Regions from separate parts of the Mus musculus genome. Here all the other regions are linked to region 1. The links are chromatin contacts, called in public Hi-C, HiCAR-type and HiChIP or PLAC-seq maps. All regions are on one chromosome and are shown on one strand. Each heading gives the region's core, a stretch centred on a gene start, on an enhancer-like site or on the middle of the called end of the contact. The rest is flanking DNA. Distances are from core to core; before and after follow the strand shown.

What was found. Hi-C and Micro-C count contacts between places; a contact is called where the count stands out from the background. HiCAR-type assays count read pairs that join an accessible place to other places. HiChIP or PLAC-seq counts read pairs in DNA pulled down with a chosen protein or histone mark.
Region 2: a contact with region 1 is called in an H3K4me3 HiChIP or PLAC-seq map of bone marrow-derived macrophages, with 3 times the contacts expected there. The contact joins the enhancer-like site here to the promoter of Edn1 in region 1. A contact is called at or near these places in 1 of 39 promoter capture datasets (macrophages), 13 of 484 Hi-C or Micro-C datasets (Th1 cells, cardiomyocytes, cerebellum and 8 more), 2 of 115 datasets of contacts at active chromatin or transcription factors (bone marrow-derived macrophages and embryonic hindbrain) and 2 of 9 other capture datasets (liver and macrophages).
Region 3: a contact with region 1 is called in a Hi-C map of cerebral cortex, with 3 times the contacts expected there. The contact joins the promoter of Phactr1 here to the promoter of Edn1 in region 1. A contact is called at or near these places in 4 of 39 promoter capture datasets (cranial neural crest, hippocampal neurons, liver and 1 more), 2 of 484 Hi-C or Micro-C datasets (cerebral cortex and cortical neurons) and 1 of 9 other capture datasets (adipose tissue).
Region 4: a Hi-C map of Sertoli cells shows a contact between it and region 1, with 8 times the contacts expected there. The contact joins the enhancer-like site here to the promoter of Edn1 in region 1. A contact is called at or near these places in 1 of 39 promoter capture datasets (hippocampal neurons), 1 of 15 datasets of contacts at CTCF or cohesin (the NIH/3T3 cell line), 1 of 484 Hi-C or Micro-C datasets (Sertoli cells), 2 of 115 datasets of contacts at active chromatin or transcription factors (bone marrow-derived macrophages and stem cell-derived neural progenitor cells) and 2 of 9 other capture datasets (adipose tissue and macrophages).
Region 5: a contact with region 1 is called in a HiCAR-type map of astrocytes, with 2.6 times the contacts expected there. The contact joins the enhancer-like site here to the promoter of Edn1 in region 1. A contact is called at or near these places in 1 of 39 promoter capture datasets (neutrophils), 1 of 15 datasets of contacts at CTCF or cohesin (large pre-B cells), 6 of 115 datasets of contacts at active chromatin or transcription factors (astrocytes, bone marrow-derived macrophages, cardiomyocytes and 3 more) and 1 of 9 other capture datasets (macrophages).

Annotation. Positions count from the first base shown.
Region 1 is chr13:42,300,104-42,302,803 of GRCm38.p6, reverse strand. Edn1 (endothelin 1) reads right to left here and starts at 1,328. Exons shown (of 5, transcript NM_010104.4): 1 at 846-1,328. The coding sequence starts at 909.
Region 2 is chr13:42,034,158-42,036,857 of GRCm38.p6, reverse strand. No RefSeq gene overlaps it. Among named protein-coding and RNA genes, the nearest start is that of Gm28707, 12 kb to the left of the region's middle. Within about 2 kb of position 1,432, at least 8 of the 459 cell types and tissues checked have an H3K27ac peak or open chromatin away from gene starts, as enhancers often do. A contact at or near this core is called in bone marrow-derived macrophages, where this site is marked.
Region 3 is chr13:42,679,385-42,682,084 of GRCm38.p6, reverse strand. Phactr1 (phosphatase and actin regulator 1) reads right to left here and starts at 1,286. Exons shown (of 14, transcript NM_001302635.1): 1 at 1,159-1,286.
Region 4 is chr13:42,614,591-42,617,290 of GRCm38.p6, reverse strand. No RefSeq gene overlaps it. Among named protein-coding and RNA genes, the nearest start is that of Phactr1, 65 kb to the left of the region's middle. Within about 2 kb of position 1,285, at least 13 of the 459 cell types and tissues checked have an H3K27ac peak or open chromatin away from gene starts, as enhancers often do. A contact at or near this core is called in Sertoli cells and hippocampal neurons, where this site is marked.
Region 5 is chr13:41,806,181-41,808,880 of GRCm38.p6, reverse strand. The region is part of intron 4 of Adtrp (androgen dependent TFPI regulating protein); the gene reads left to right. Among named protein-coding and RNA genes, the nearest start is that of Adtrp, 40 kb to the left of the region's middle. Within about 2 kb of position 1,325, at least 26 of the 459 cell types and tissues checked have an H3K27ac peak or open chromatin away from gene starts, as enhancers often do. A contact at or near this core is called in astrocytes and microglia, where this site is marked.

The sequences.
Region 1 (2,700 bases), core at 79-2,578:
ACAGCTTGCTGTGGGACTTGACACCTCCCTCTGGCCCAACACAGCATCGCCGCGCAGTTTATCTGCTCGATTTTGTTCATTCCAAACGATCAGACACATTCCAGGGCTTTCACCCTTTTGACATCCTTTCTCTTTGCTTAGGGTCATGAAAAGACAAAAAGAGGGCACTGACCCTCAAAAAACAGGATGGGAGGAGAAAAGAACCAGCTGTGGCCCGTACTGTCTAATTCCTTAATCAGGCAGGAATGATCCCGGCTCCCCTCCCAGGACAGGTGAATACAACTGCAATAGAGCTCACAGTGTTTGAAGATGCCAAAAACCTGCCAAATGAAACCTTAAGTCAATAGTGACAAATTTTAAAGAAAGCATGTGCTTCGCCCTGAAACCGCCTGCGGGGTTATTCAGCGCATGGTTGATCGGCAGGTGATTTCCCTGCTCACGGTGTGCCTGCATGACCCGAATAAAATTCCTTGGCTTTAAGTTGGAGTGTTTCAATATTTTACACATTAGCGCACTATCAAGACAACGTTTGAATAAGCCCCTAAATGAACCGTGCAACCCTAAACACACTTATTTCAAAATAGATTTTTGCTTCAGCTGTACTGCTACAACGTTATTTTGAAGCTATGCGATACTCGGTTGTAGTCAGTTGTATTCAAACAGGGGTTTTATTTCTTTCGCTTCACACAGAAGTTAATTAATTGTAAGGCACTTGCTGCTGGAGCTTCAGTAATTAAAAAAATAAATAAAAAGGAAAGAATGAAAGAAAAGAAAGAAAGAAAAGTGGAAAACAGAAGCGATAACTGCGCTGCGCTGAAGTAGAAAGATTCGCAAGTGGCGCCTACCTGTTTCTGGAGCTCCTTGGAAAGTCACGAACAGCAGAGAGAAGATCACGGGAAAATAATCCATTCTGCAAAGGGGTCAGAAGAGTGGGGAAAAAGGAAAAAAAGAAAACTCGGTTGCAAATGGAACTCAATGCAAAACGAAGAGGACGGTGTCTGGTCGCTCTGATCGCCTCTGGGTTTTTTTGTTTTTTGTTTTTTGTTTTTTTTTTAGATCTCAGCGCGGTCCTCAGCAAGTGGCCCTTCCACTGGGGCGAAAGCGTCGCGGGCAGCCGGGAGGCAGCGCGCAAGGACAGCGGAGCAGACCGGGTCAGGCTCTCAGCGCCGGTGCAGGAACGCTTCTGACTCGGACAGTTCTCCGCCGCCTTTTTATATTGAACCCCTATAGAGTGGGGGTAAACAGCTCTGACTTTATTCCAGCCCTAAACAATGTTATTGTGTGATTAGTCACCCACAGGCAACGTGCAGCCAGAGATAAGACCCGGCTCTAGAGGAAATCACGGCTAACTTCAGAGGCAGACGCCCGCCGTCTGACAATCCAGGGGCAGGGCTAAGAAAAAGAAAACACCCACTAGACAGAGACCGCTGCAGAACCTGCAGAGAGCAGCAGCCCGCTTCCCCTTTTGCTAGCTGCCAGCCCCAGAGTTCAAGAATCAAGAGTTTCTCCAGAAGCAAAGTCACCCCATTGGAATGAAAAGTATGAAGTACAATTAAATAGATTGTATTGTGCGCGCGCAGGGGGGTGGGGTGGAGGTGGGGCTGATCATTGTTCACTTGATTTTCCTTTTATGTCTTTCTGATCAAACAAGGGGACGATCCCCACTCTTCGCTCTTGAATCCCAGCTACTGGGGCGGGCGGGGAACCAGATTAGTTTGGAAGATCACCCTACTTTTCCACCACCACCCCTTCCACCAAGTCTTTTCTAAACTAAAGTACTTCGCATTTGAGGTGAGAAAGATTCCGTCAGGAGTTAGCAAGGAAGGAAAACTAAATAATAATGATAACAACAACAATGTGGTTTTGTCAGGTACATCCTTATCTCCCTAGTATCGCCGATCAGAAGTACACGTACACACACACACACACACACACACACACACACACACACACACACTCGCCCTCCAATATTTCTTGTGCCCAGCCTCTCCCTGGGAATTGCTGCTATCGCGAAGGATCTTGAGAAATGGCAGAGACGACCGCCAGGGGGAGATGGAGAGCTGCAGGGGCTTATGCTTTAATAAGATAAAACAACTAAAGCCTCGGCTTCTAAATGATTAGTAACAAGCTGTGGCCAGGCAGAGAAGGGGCGCCTCACATACTAAAGAGAGGTGGCTTCAGGGCATTCCATTATTCCCTTCCCCGACTTTCCAGAGTCTCCTCCACATCACTTTGCTTCTTTACTCGGGCAAACCTGCGGTCTGTGCTTGATTAGAAAGCTACAAGGGGGGTGTGGGGAGGGAAGGACTGCCGATGCTGAATATGTGCATCAGATCATACCTCACCCTTTAATAACGTGTTTACATTTTCCAAACAGTTTCCTGTCTATTTTACCATGAAAGACTCCCTCCCCCAGGTGTCCATGGGTTATTAAGGCACAAGTGACAACATGTCTTCATGAATAAAGCAAAACACACAGAAAACACGTTGGCTTTTTTCAACAAGCTCCCGGAATGCCCATAAGCTGGAAACAACACACAGGATCCACGCAGAGTGGTTTCCCTAGGATGCTACCACAAAGGTCCCTTCTTCATCCCGTCTTGTTTGACTTCAGTTTTCCCTGGGAGTAGAGGCCAAAATAGACTCAATCCAGTCCATGCAACCATTTATTTCTTCACCTCTACAATCAAAAGGCAGACT
Region 2 (2,700 bases), core at 183-2,682, 270 kb after region 1:
TTGTCTGTTCTCTCTTAAGCTGGGCACTGTGGGTCGAGGGCCCTTCCAGCCAGTTGCCATTGCTATTCTGAAATGTACCTGTGCCTGGGAGGTTCCTGCAGGTTAGATTTTGCTGCTGAGAAAGCTGCTGTTGCTGGCACTGAATTTCAATGACTTCCTGCAGGCAAACACCTGGAGGCAATTACCTGTGCTTGTCTGCCAGCAGACACGCATACAGTTCCAATGGGAAAGCTATCTGTATGAATTTCAAAGGGGGTGAGGGGTAGATTTGCTTTGTGTAATATTTTGCTTGTGTCTAGGTTAGCCAGTCTAGGAATTTGTCTTTGCCCAATTATGTGTTTGTTAAGCCATTTTTGCCCCTTCACCATAGAACTGGCAAATGTAGACTTTGTTTCACCCGTTCTGCTGCCTGGTGATAGACTTCTTCTCTTTCTTAGTTCACAGGACAATGATAATGAGGGAAGAAATAAGGAAGGTCAGGGAATCTACATTTAATGTAAAATGACAACATTTTAACTTGACATTCTTTAATAATAGACCTGTCATTCAAAAGAAAAAAAAATAGGTCAAGGTTGAGGACAGAGTCACACAGAAAATTTTATTAAACTTTATCGTTAATATTTATGCAGACATAGTGATACTTTCTATACCTAGATATGGTCTCTGGGGGAAAACTGTTATGTTGATCATTATTTTAGCTAAGTGGTTCTTCCTTTAGCTATATCATAAATGTTCTTAATGTAAATGTTGACTTAAATTGCACCTTTAGAAATGTCAAAAATACCATTAAGATGTGTGTAGAGTTAATGTTGTACTGGATAATGCTAATGGAATGTATTTTATGATTTTGTAGACTGGTACAATGAGGCCAATTAGGAATTTATTTTGAATGCAGGCAAACCTCAGTCCTTACTTAATGTCAATTTCTTCTGATTTTATTCTATCCAGGCAAAGCTAAAGATGACTAACATAATATGTAACTTCCTTCCTTCAACAGGACCAAAACATCACACAAACACTTCCCTAACCCCGACCCCTACCTCCACCCCCACCCCATTTCTTTCATTCCTTTTTCTAGACTCTCTCTCGGTTTTATACTTAAAGTATTTGCTTCCATTTTTTTACTCCTCACTCTCCCCATCCCCCTGAAGTTGTAAGGCACCATTGCCTGGAGCTTCTTCCTCCTGCTTAAAAATGAGACCAATCCAGGTCCTTCCAGCACATAGTCTAAATTCCTCCTATACAGGTTACTAATACATAAAAGCGTCTGCTGTATGTATGCAGAAACCCCTGAGAGCTGTAAATAAATCATGTTTTTCTGCAGTTTTAGTGTTATAATTGGTAACTGCTTTGCCCAACAAGAACTTGACGTTAAATAAACCAAGAGTATGACTAGCAATATCCCACAAAATGAAACCACCATGGTGACTCACTAATGATTTAAAATGCTGTCGCATTTTCCCCCAAGAATTACTGTTTAAGAAAAAGATCCACTAGTACAGGACAACTTTAGCATGTTGGTGACACACATGTCATTGCCTCTCTCCCCCTAGCACCCCTCCCCCCTGCACTATTCTGGATTGCTAGAATTCTAATCTGACAAAACTGAAAAACATCTAAGCTTTTCCTTTCTCCTTTTTTTTTCCTGACAGTAAAAGTTCTGAATAAGGAAGGACTTAACAGTTAGCAGTAGCCTAAAATAATAATCGTTTGCTTAGCCTACAATCACGAAGGCACTTGTGGTCTCTACTGGGTTCACATGTGTATCTGGTTGGCTGTGAGTTTGGCTGGGCCTGGCTGGCCTAAGACAGCTTCACTGGGATCGTCTCATATCCTGCTATAGTCACTACCTGTTAAAAAGTGAGCCTGATTATAAGATCGTTGGTCAAAGCAAGTCACAAGACTAACTAAGCAGAAAAAAAAACAAAAAACAAAAAACAAAAAAAAACCAGGATCTAGAACATGATGGGAGAAATTGAAAAATAATGCAAGCAAAGGGCTAAGCAGCCAATGAGAGAAATACTGGCTTTCTGTTTTATATAGTGGAGTTTCTAAGAAACCCATAAAGACCATCAACGATAGGGCACGGCCAATGAAAACAATAACAAATTTCTGAAATGAGTTGTTGGTTTAAAAAACGGCAACTAAGATGGAACAATACAGGAAATCCCTTTTTTAATCACCCACTTCTCTGTTTACTGCAGGAAACAATAGAAGAGGAAAAAAACCAAAAAAACAAAAAACCCTTTAACCTGCAACTTCAGTGTAATTTCTGAGCACATTTAAACCTATTACAGAAACACATAGTAACCAAAAGCAACGATTCTTAAAATAAGACAAGTGGAGTGAGAGTGTTCTAATTTCATACATTTCCCTTAAAGAAAAGTGATTGATTGGTTCTAGACTTGGATAAGTTAGTACTCCTTGTTTGTTTCTTGAGACTAACCACTGTAACGATAATCAATGAATTTATCACTCTTTCAATGTAGTGGAGGGGAAACCGAAGGATGAATCGAAGACCCAGTCAGGAAGAAGGGAAATCAACAATGGTTAAAAAGCAACAGGAAGTAGATAAGGCAATTCATGCAGCACTCAGTAGGATGGAGATTTTAGAACAAAGCATTAACTGCTTCCCAATGTATGCCCAATGACTAGCCCTATTAAAAGATAAAGACGTCCATCTCAATAACATGGGGCAGT
Region 3 (2,700 bases), core at 37-2,536, 380 kb before region 1:
CTGTTTTTGATACAGAACCGTGGTTCGTGCAGCAGCGGCAAACATCACAGCCTTGCCGTGTTTCCTATAGCATGCACTAGCCTGGCATGAAAACCAGCCAGCCCCTTCTCACGGAGCCCATGCAGTTACCCCTGATACTGGCACAGAAGATCTATCTCTATTTCTGCACTATTATATTTCAAAGGAGGAACAAGAGGAAGTCTTTAAAAATCAGATTCTGAAGGCTAAAGCAATCACTTGCTTCCTAAGTCTGCACACTCTCATCTGAGAAACCAAGTCTGATAAGAGGAAACTTTAAAAAAAAAAAATAGCCAAAGGTACCCCAACAGCAAAGAATACTTACTGTAAAAACATGTAAAACCAAGGGCCGTCGATAGAACAAATGAGCAGTTTCAACCAGCTGCCTTCGATCTTATTAAATATTCCCAGCGAAAGTAAACAGTTTTGATTATCTGATTAGATCAGTGATGAATAATGTATTCTGTCCACTGGACTTTCTCTATCAGATAAAATGGCCAGAACAGGTTACCTTAGCAACCGAAGGTGACGCCAGTTCCAGCCTCTCCACGCCCTCCTCTGCGAAGGAAGGAAATTACCACTTTCCCATGTAAAACTTTGGCAGGGAACCATCAAAATCTACATGAAGATTTTGCATCATCCAGGGCCATTCACAGTCTACTCTCCCACCTCTTAAAGCGGAGATCTCACCGGTTATTTAAAAATCAGAATTTCTGCTTTAATAATCTATTTTTGCGATCTCAAATCCCAGTCTGCTTTGCAGTAAGAACAAAATACATGGTAAATGATTAAACAGTGGGGAGGTCTGTAGTGTTTAGACCATGTTGGAGCACCTGTCTCTATCTTTCTGCTGAATGGGGTAGGGTGATGGAGAAAGGCTATTTAACTGGCAATATAGTATGTTCAGTGAACATTCCCATTATAATTAATACACAAAAACAGTCACCGGCACCTAGGCTGAAAATAACTCTTTCCTTCTGTCCCTAGAAACAGCTTAAAAGCTGTCTGAAATTTCCCATATTTTGAAAGCCGCATTATAACGCAGACCCTCTGGGAGACAACCCCTACCTAGCCCACCCAAGGCAACACAGCCAGAAAGACGCACGAAGGGAAGAATTCTCAAAGTTAGGGGATACTCACCAGCACTTGTGCCCCCTTCAACAGGACGCTGTCAGTGAGCGGCGGGCAAGCTGAGCAGGGCTGCTGAGCCTGTGAGCCCAAATGAACAGCTTCTAATTTTCCCTTCAATCTCCAGTCAAGAGCACTGGGTGGAGGGGAATGATGGATCTGTCGGGTTTTATATTGTGATGAAATGCCCCCTCCCCCCAAAGCCGGGATCTAAGTGGGGCCGCTCTTTAGAACGCATTAGCCTGCTAATTTAAGAAAATTGAAAGGTTTTGTTTTACCGTCTTTTATGTGTTCTTTTCTGCTACCCCCTCAATTTAATTTGCATTTAAAATGATTCTCCTGTCTCCTAGGCTCTCCAAGGTGTGGAGTACTTGCTAATCCTGAAGGCTGCTCCTGGTAGGATAGGGTTTGGTGCCCTGCCATTTCCTTCTGAGCTGCCAAACAAGGTGGGCAATTAAAAGTGCGAGCTACATTCTGGAGAGAAATACAGAAGGCTTTCACTCTCCCTCTTTTTGTCTGTGCATGGTCAGATCTTCAAAATGCCCAAATGCTCTCTTCTTTCCTGAATGCAACAGATTTATTATCTCCACAGCAAAAAAGATGCTTTGGTTGTGTCCCTCACATTAGCCTGGTATGAGATCCTCTTACTGCTCCCCAGGAAGGACTTGTAAGCATGAGACTTTGAGATATGTTCTTAAAGCTGTAATGTTAATCCAGCCATGCCCCCGTATGTGTTTTCTGTAACCTTCTTCCACCTTGTATGGACCAAGCAGAAGTGATGATTAGTACAGGGTAGTGGGTAGCATCAGGATAGGATGTTAATACAAGAGAAGCCATGCTTGCTTGCAAGGACTTGGAAGGAAGATCAGACTCCTCTTGCCCATGTCCATAGCTCAGCCAGAGGACAAGTGCTAGAGAGTGACTGACAACTGACTTTGAAAATTGTCCTTTCCTTTCCCATTCTACCTTGCCTTTGGTGGGTTAAGGGGTTGTCTCCGAAAAGAGAAATCAGGGAATGCCTTGCTGACTATCTTGTGGGTCAATAATAGGGTGGGCTCTCCCCTTCCATCAGAGAAAACCGGGTACCAAGTTAGTGCTATAGAGAGATCAGCCTCGTGGGAGACCTAAATGTAATGATCAATCAGAAAGGCCTTGTAGAGAAGGCAGCTTGGTCTCTGAATGTGCAAAGCTTTGCTCAGACCCCAGGCCTTTGAGCTTTAAGGTTGCATTGCTATTCAGCCCTCAATAGAGACAGGTGAACACTTGACATTTACAAGAAGAGAAAGCTGTCTTCTGGTTCTTTTCACTTACAGTAGGGTGTGGGCGACAGGTTCTAACCCTCTATTGTGCTTCTACTGGAATTATAATGACTCATAGGTGACAGAGAGAGACACAGGGGGAGGGGGAGTGGAGAGAGAAAGGAGAGAAACAGAGAGAAAGGGGAGAAAGGGAGATTAAGTTGAAAAACATCAGATACTCTGTTAAGTGCAAATGAGCCTGGGATGGAAGATGATGCTAAATAGGACATTTGAAAAATAGATTGTGTTCCTGGAA
Region 4 (2,700 bases), core at 36-2,535, 310 kb before region 1:
TTATGAAAAGTGTTTTTCTGCCCTGTTTTTCTCTCTTAGTGTGAAGTGCCGATAGCTATTTAAGACCAGCCTGAACACTCTTCACCTAAAAATTTGCAAATCGAGCTTAGAAATTCAGAAGCTGGATATCAGTGGGCAGTGGGCAGTGGGCAGTGGGCAGTGGGCAGTGGGCAGGGTGTGGCTCAGCCTCTGGGGTGGGCTTCTAGGATTCTGAGAAGGCCTTAGACACTTCCCCCTTCAGGCAAATGATGCAGGCCAGGGCCATCAAAAGTTACCTTTAAGAGCATCTGATACATGGCAGGCTGTTTTGTCTTCTTGTGGCTTCAGCAGTGTTTGGTGCTGTGTCCTGTTCCCAATTCCTGGAACCTGACTCAGGCTAAGTGACTTACTTAAGGCCACTTAATAGATATTTGAACTACAATTTCCTTTCATGGACTGAGAATCACTATCCTTTCACTAATTTACAGGATCTTAGCAACTAGATGATATGGGCCCTACATGAAATAATCCTATTCATAAAGCCTTTGCTGTTTATTTTTGTACAGGTACCCAATGTACATTGGCAGGACATGAGCAGATGTGACTTGCATAGCCTATGACAAGAGTGGAAGATCTTTGTATTTTGGCTTTACCGTTCATTTATTTTGCAAGGCCTATTTAAATGGTAGCCACCGTTGAAATTCACAATGGTTGGAATGGTGTAGCACTCAACTTTGCATTCAAGATGACCACGTTAACCTTGTGACTTGGCAAAAATGGAAACAAATGTCTTTCTTAGATTAAAGATGCCACTCTGGAGATGGCTTTCTGAGAGAGTGGCAGGCATTGGGTTTTGATAGTCAGTCATTCCTTTGAGTAGTTACACCAACACAGGGAGGTTGTGGGGAGTTATAGCCATCAGTCACCTCTTCTCAGACAATTTATTCTGAGTTACATGAGAGCGGTGATGCAGATACAGTTTGCTTTGGGGACTGGAGGGAAGAAGTGGGAGCTGGCAGGGGTGACTAAGTTTAACAAAACAAATTGGGTCAACTGGGACATGGAGACAAAGGTTGTCTTTAAGAGTTTTATCTAAAGTCCACCCTGAGTTTGTGTCTTGGGCAGACGCAACTCAAGAGAAAAAGCACCGAAGACCACTGATTAAAATGAAACATAACTATTGATAAAGGCAAGGGAAAGGATGATCACATAGTCTCAAATAAAACAAGTGTCCTCATTTAGCATGCACACAGATGCTGTGCCGAGCTATCTGCAGGAGCAGGTGCAAGAGGCAGAACACAGATGCCTTCCGTCATCTTTCTGGAAATACTCCCTTGACTTAGGCTGTGCACTGGCTGATATTGAAACCATCACGGCAGTATAAACAAACAAATCAGACAATGTATAGGGGCCATTAAAGACTTAGAAGCTCTTAGGAAAATGTCATAGTGCAGTTAGTATACACCAGCAGACAAAATTGCACACACAATGATGGGCAGTATAAACCATTTGGTAGTATACAGCCTTGTCACTGGCTCTTCTTAGAGAGCTGTACTTGTGTTGTGATAGCCAGCCCTTTGTTTACTTATAAAAAGTCAGACACAAGTACATTGTCAGTACTTCTTGGAAACCGACAGAAAAGTTAAATACATGTAATATATGGACTTTATTTGTTGTGATGGATTATAATACAATAATAACAACAATAATAAGTCTACTTTTTGGTTTTATTGAGATTTGTATAACCCACAAAAGTCTATAGATTTGGAACAGGTATTATGTTTTTGAAAAGTATTCCTTTTATCTTTTGAAATTATTATAGAACACCATCTTTCCCCTCCTCTTCTGTCCTCTCAACCCCTCCCATACAACCCTCTTTGCTCTTTGTCAAATGCATGGTCTCTTTTTTTCCCCACATAAATACAGCTTGCTCAGTCTGTATAAAGTTACTTATTTGTGTGTGTTCCCAGGGTTGACTATTCAACATTGGGTAACCAATTAGTATGCTCTTCCTCTTTGGAAGATGATTCCACTTGCCCTCAGCATTCTTTGGTTGACTGTAGATCTTTGTGTAGGGTTGATGTCTCCTGAGCTTTCTCCTGTTGTCAATGATGGTGCATTTATTGTTACCCTTCTTCAGCTTCTGTTTAGGCAGTCATGTTGGTGAGACTTGATAAGTGTAGCTTCTGACATTCCTAGAAGACACAATCTCACAGCAAACTCCCTCATATCATATCCTCTACCATTTACAATCTTTCTGCCCCATCTTCTGCAATGATCCAAAAGCCTTAGGTGCAAGAGTTGCCCTGTAGATGTATCCATTGGGACTGTGCTCCATAATTCAGTATTTCTACTGGTTAGGTTTTCTGTGATGGTCTCTGATGGTTGCAAAGAAGTTTCCTTGATGAGGAGTGAAGACTACACTTAACTGTGGGGGTATGGACAGATGTTTAGGATGGGGTTAGGGACTGTTTTGGTATACATGTTGACCATGTTTCCTAGTCAAGCTAATAATCACACTCTTCATTCGTATACTTACAGTATATTATCATATACTATGTGTATATGATAATACTTAAGGATCTGCTCTCAGTGCTTGCTGACTCTCCATGTATTAGTATGAACTACAGTCACCTCGCATGCTTGAATTCTGAAGAGCACTCAGTTAGAACTGGAAGTCTATACCCTCTGAGCCCTGCCTCTCTCCCCTCCACTCCCAGC
Region 5 (2,700 bases), core at 76-2,575, 490 kb after region 1:
TCTTGGGGGCATTTGTTATCGCAGTGGGAAGCTGAGTACCTTACAGGTCAATTTGTTAACACTTCCCATTTTGCCAGTGCCCATATAAGACAACCTAAAGAAAATGATTCAGAACCAGGAAACTGGGACCAGAAGGATGATGGGCAGTCTCCTGAACATCTGGCCTAAGTGCTTCTGTGTGAGGCAAACTATTCCCTGGAGTGAATCCTGCCCTATACTGCCATGCTTTTCTCTCTGCCATAGAATGACTGCAGCATTAGCAGCACATCATTGTCCTGGCAGGTCCTTTTTACTTTACAGTATCCCTCCTGCTGACTGGAGGCTAGCTTTCTTTTCTTTTTTTTTTTTTTTTTTTTTTTTTTGGTTTTTCGAGACAGGGTTTCTCTGTATAGCCCTGGCTGTCCTGGAGCTCACTTTGTAGACCAGGCTGGCCTCGAACTCAGAAATCTGCCTGCCTCTGCCTCCCGAGTGCTGGGATTAAAGGCATGCGCCACCACTCCCGGCCGGAGGCTAGCTTTCTTCTTGCAACTGTTTATCATCATTATCTTTGGTGTTGTTCCCAGGTTTATGGCACTCTATTCCGATGCTGTATATTTCTAGATGCTTTGGAACTAATTGAGTCTTTGCGATCTTCCTGCCCAGTGCTTCTGACTCCCTTGAGATGTGTGGTTCCCATAGGACCCTTCAGAGCTGACTGTCACTGAGTGTTCAGCAGACATATTCCTGTCCCCCCATCACATTTTTGGTCCAAATAGTCCTCTCCATCCACCACTGTGGACAGACTGCCTGAGCTGGTGAGAGCCTTGCTGCCTTGAGTGAAGTAGATCAACCCGACTGTGTTATTGCTGAGCAGCAGTTCTCTGGCCTTCTTAAAGGAAGAAACAGAACAGAGTACTCATACTTCAGGGCTTGCCAGGAAAGCATTAACTCCTCAGGTCCTATCTAAATGCTTACTAAAGATAGAACCAGAGCAGACAGATTTAAATAGCAGGAAGAGGATTCAGGAACGGAGAAATAATGACCCTCTCTTGCGTGTCGGAGGGAAGCAGGAGAAAGGATTTCTCTGGAAATCAACCTGAATTGTTCAAGTTGGAAAGAGGGCTGGAATAGATCAGAGTTCCTTCTAAGCTTTGCTGCGTTTGAAAAGCATGCATAATTATCGAGAATGGGCCCAAGTACTTTAAAAACAGCCAAAGGCAGCATAAATGGAAGTCATTATCATGTAAAATATACGAATCCCAGCCAGGACCCCCTCATGCTTCTCTGAATCCCACAACCACAGCCTGAGACCCATCAAACTCAGTAGGTATGAATGGGACCTTAGAAACAACCTCCAATTAAAAGACAAGAAAGCTGGCTCTTTGATTAGAGGAAAGACCCAATACAGCGGCTCGGTTACTGGCCCCACTGTCCTTTGTTCATTGGGAAATAATTATTAAGCCCTGGGATGTGTGTGGTGCCTGAAACTACCCAGTCCCTCTCGAGGGCATATGTGTTCATGGATGGATGGACTGGCCCTCAGTGCTGGTGCTGCTGAGGGGTGGCTGGATCAAGAGATTCATAAAGTCATGGCTGTTAAGAGCTGGGCTGACTTAGAGGAAGTGGGCCAGGGGTGTGTGCCTTTGAAGAATGTCTCGTGTCTAGCTTTCCATTCTCATGCTTCCTGGCTGCTGGGGGAAAGCAGCCTTGTTCTGCCCCCTCCCCAGCAACTTTCTACCATGATGCTTTGCTTCATCAGCAAGGACTAAAAACACAAGCCCAAGTCAACCCTTCATCTTCCAAATTGTGTCTCTCCTATAGTTTGTTATAGTGAAGGAAGTTAGGTAACACAGATGGTGCGAGTAACATTTGACAAGAGTTTTCGCACCCAGTGATTTTGAAGCCTGATTGAGCCTGTAGAGAGAGAGAGAGAGAGAGAGAGAGAGAGAAGAGCAGTAAATATTAACACATAACACTGGCTTACATGGTAACATGCTCTGGTATTAGCATATGATTCTTACCTGACAAATATGTCCTGGGAACCGGAAGTACAGCTGGATAACCTACAGGCATTGTCTCGGATTTCTCTCTCCCACCCATTAGCTCTGTCGGAGTTGTTTGGGCTCAGTGTCAGTGTGTGAATCCTAAGGAATAAACTAGATCCATCCTGGACATGTCAGCCACTGATGGCTGACCTTGGTTTCCAGGCCTTGTAACCCCTGTGTCTCCCTCCTGATTCCTCATCCTCCACCTGCACTCTTCCCACACAGTAACTCACAGCCTAGACATGTCTCCATGTCTCTGTGTTTTCAAACTTTTAGGGACATCTCCTATGAATATGAGTGAGTCTTCAAGCCATTTCTCAGGGCTAACACAAATATCCATTAAATTAATGCACTATTTAAGAAGGCCTCAGACCTTTCACATTCCAGTGAATGTTGTTCTCAGGATAAGAATAGCCAATATAACTATACATAGGTTCCTCGTTCATAGGCAATATGTTGTAGCTCAAAACAAAAGACAAAAATCAATAGCTATGCTATTCATTTTTTTAAAAATCAAATTTGTGTGCTTAGCACTTTTTTTTTGTCTTCATGGGATAGCATGAGAAGCATGAAGTAAAGCTGATGAATATTTATTTATTTATTTATTTCGGTTTTTTGAGACAGGGTTTCTCTGTATAGTCCTGGCTGTCCTGGAACTCACTTTGGAGACCAGGCT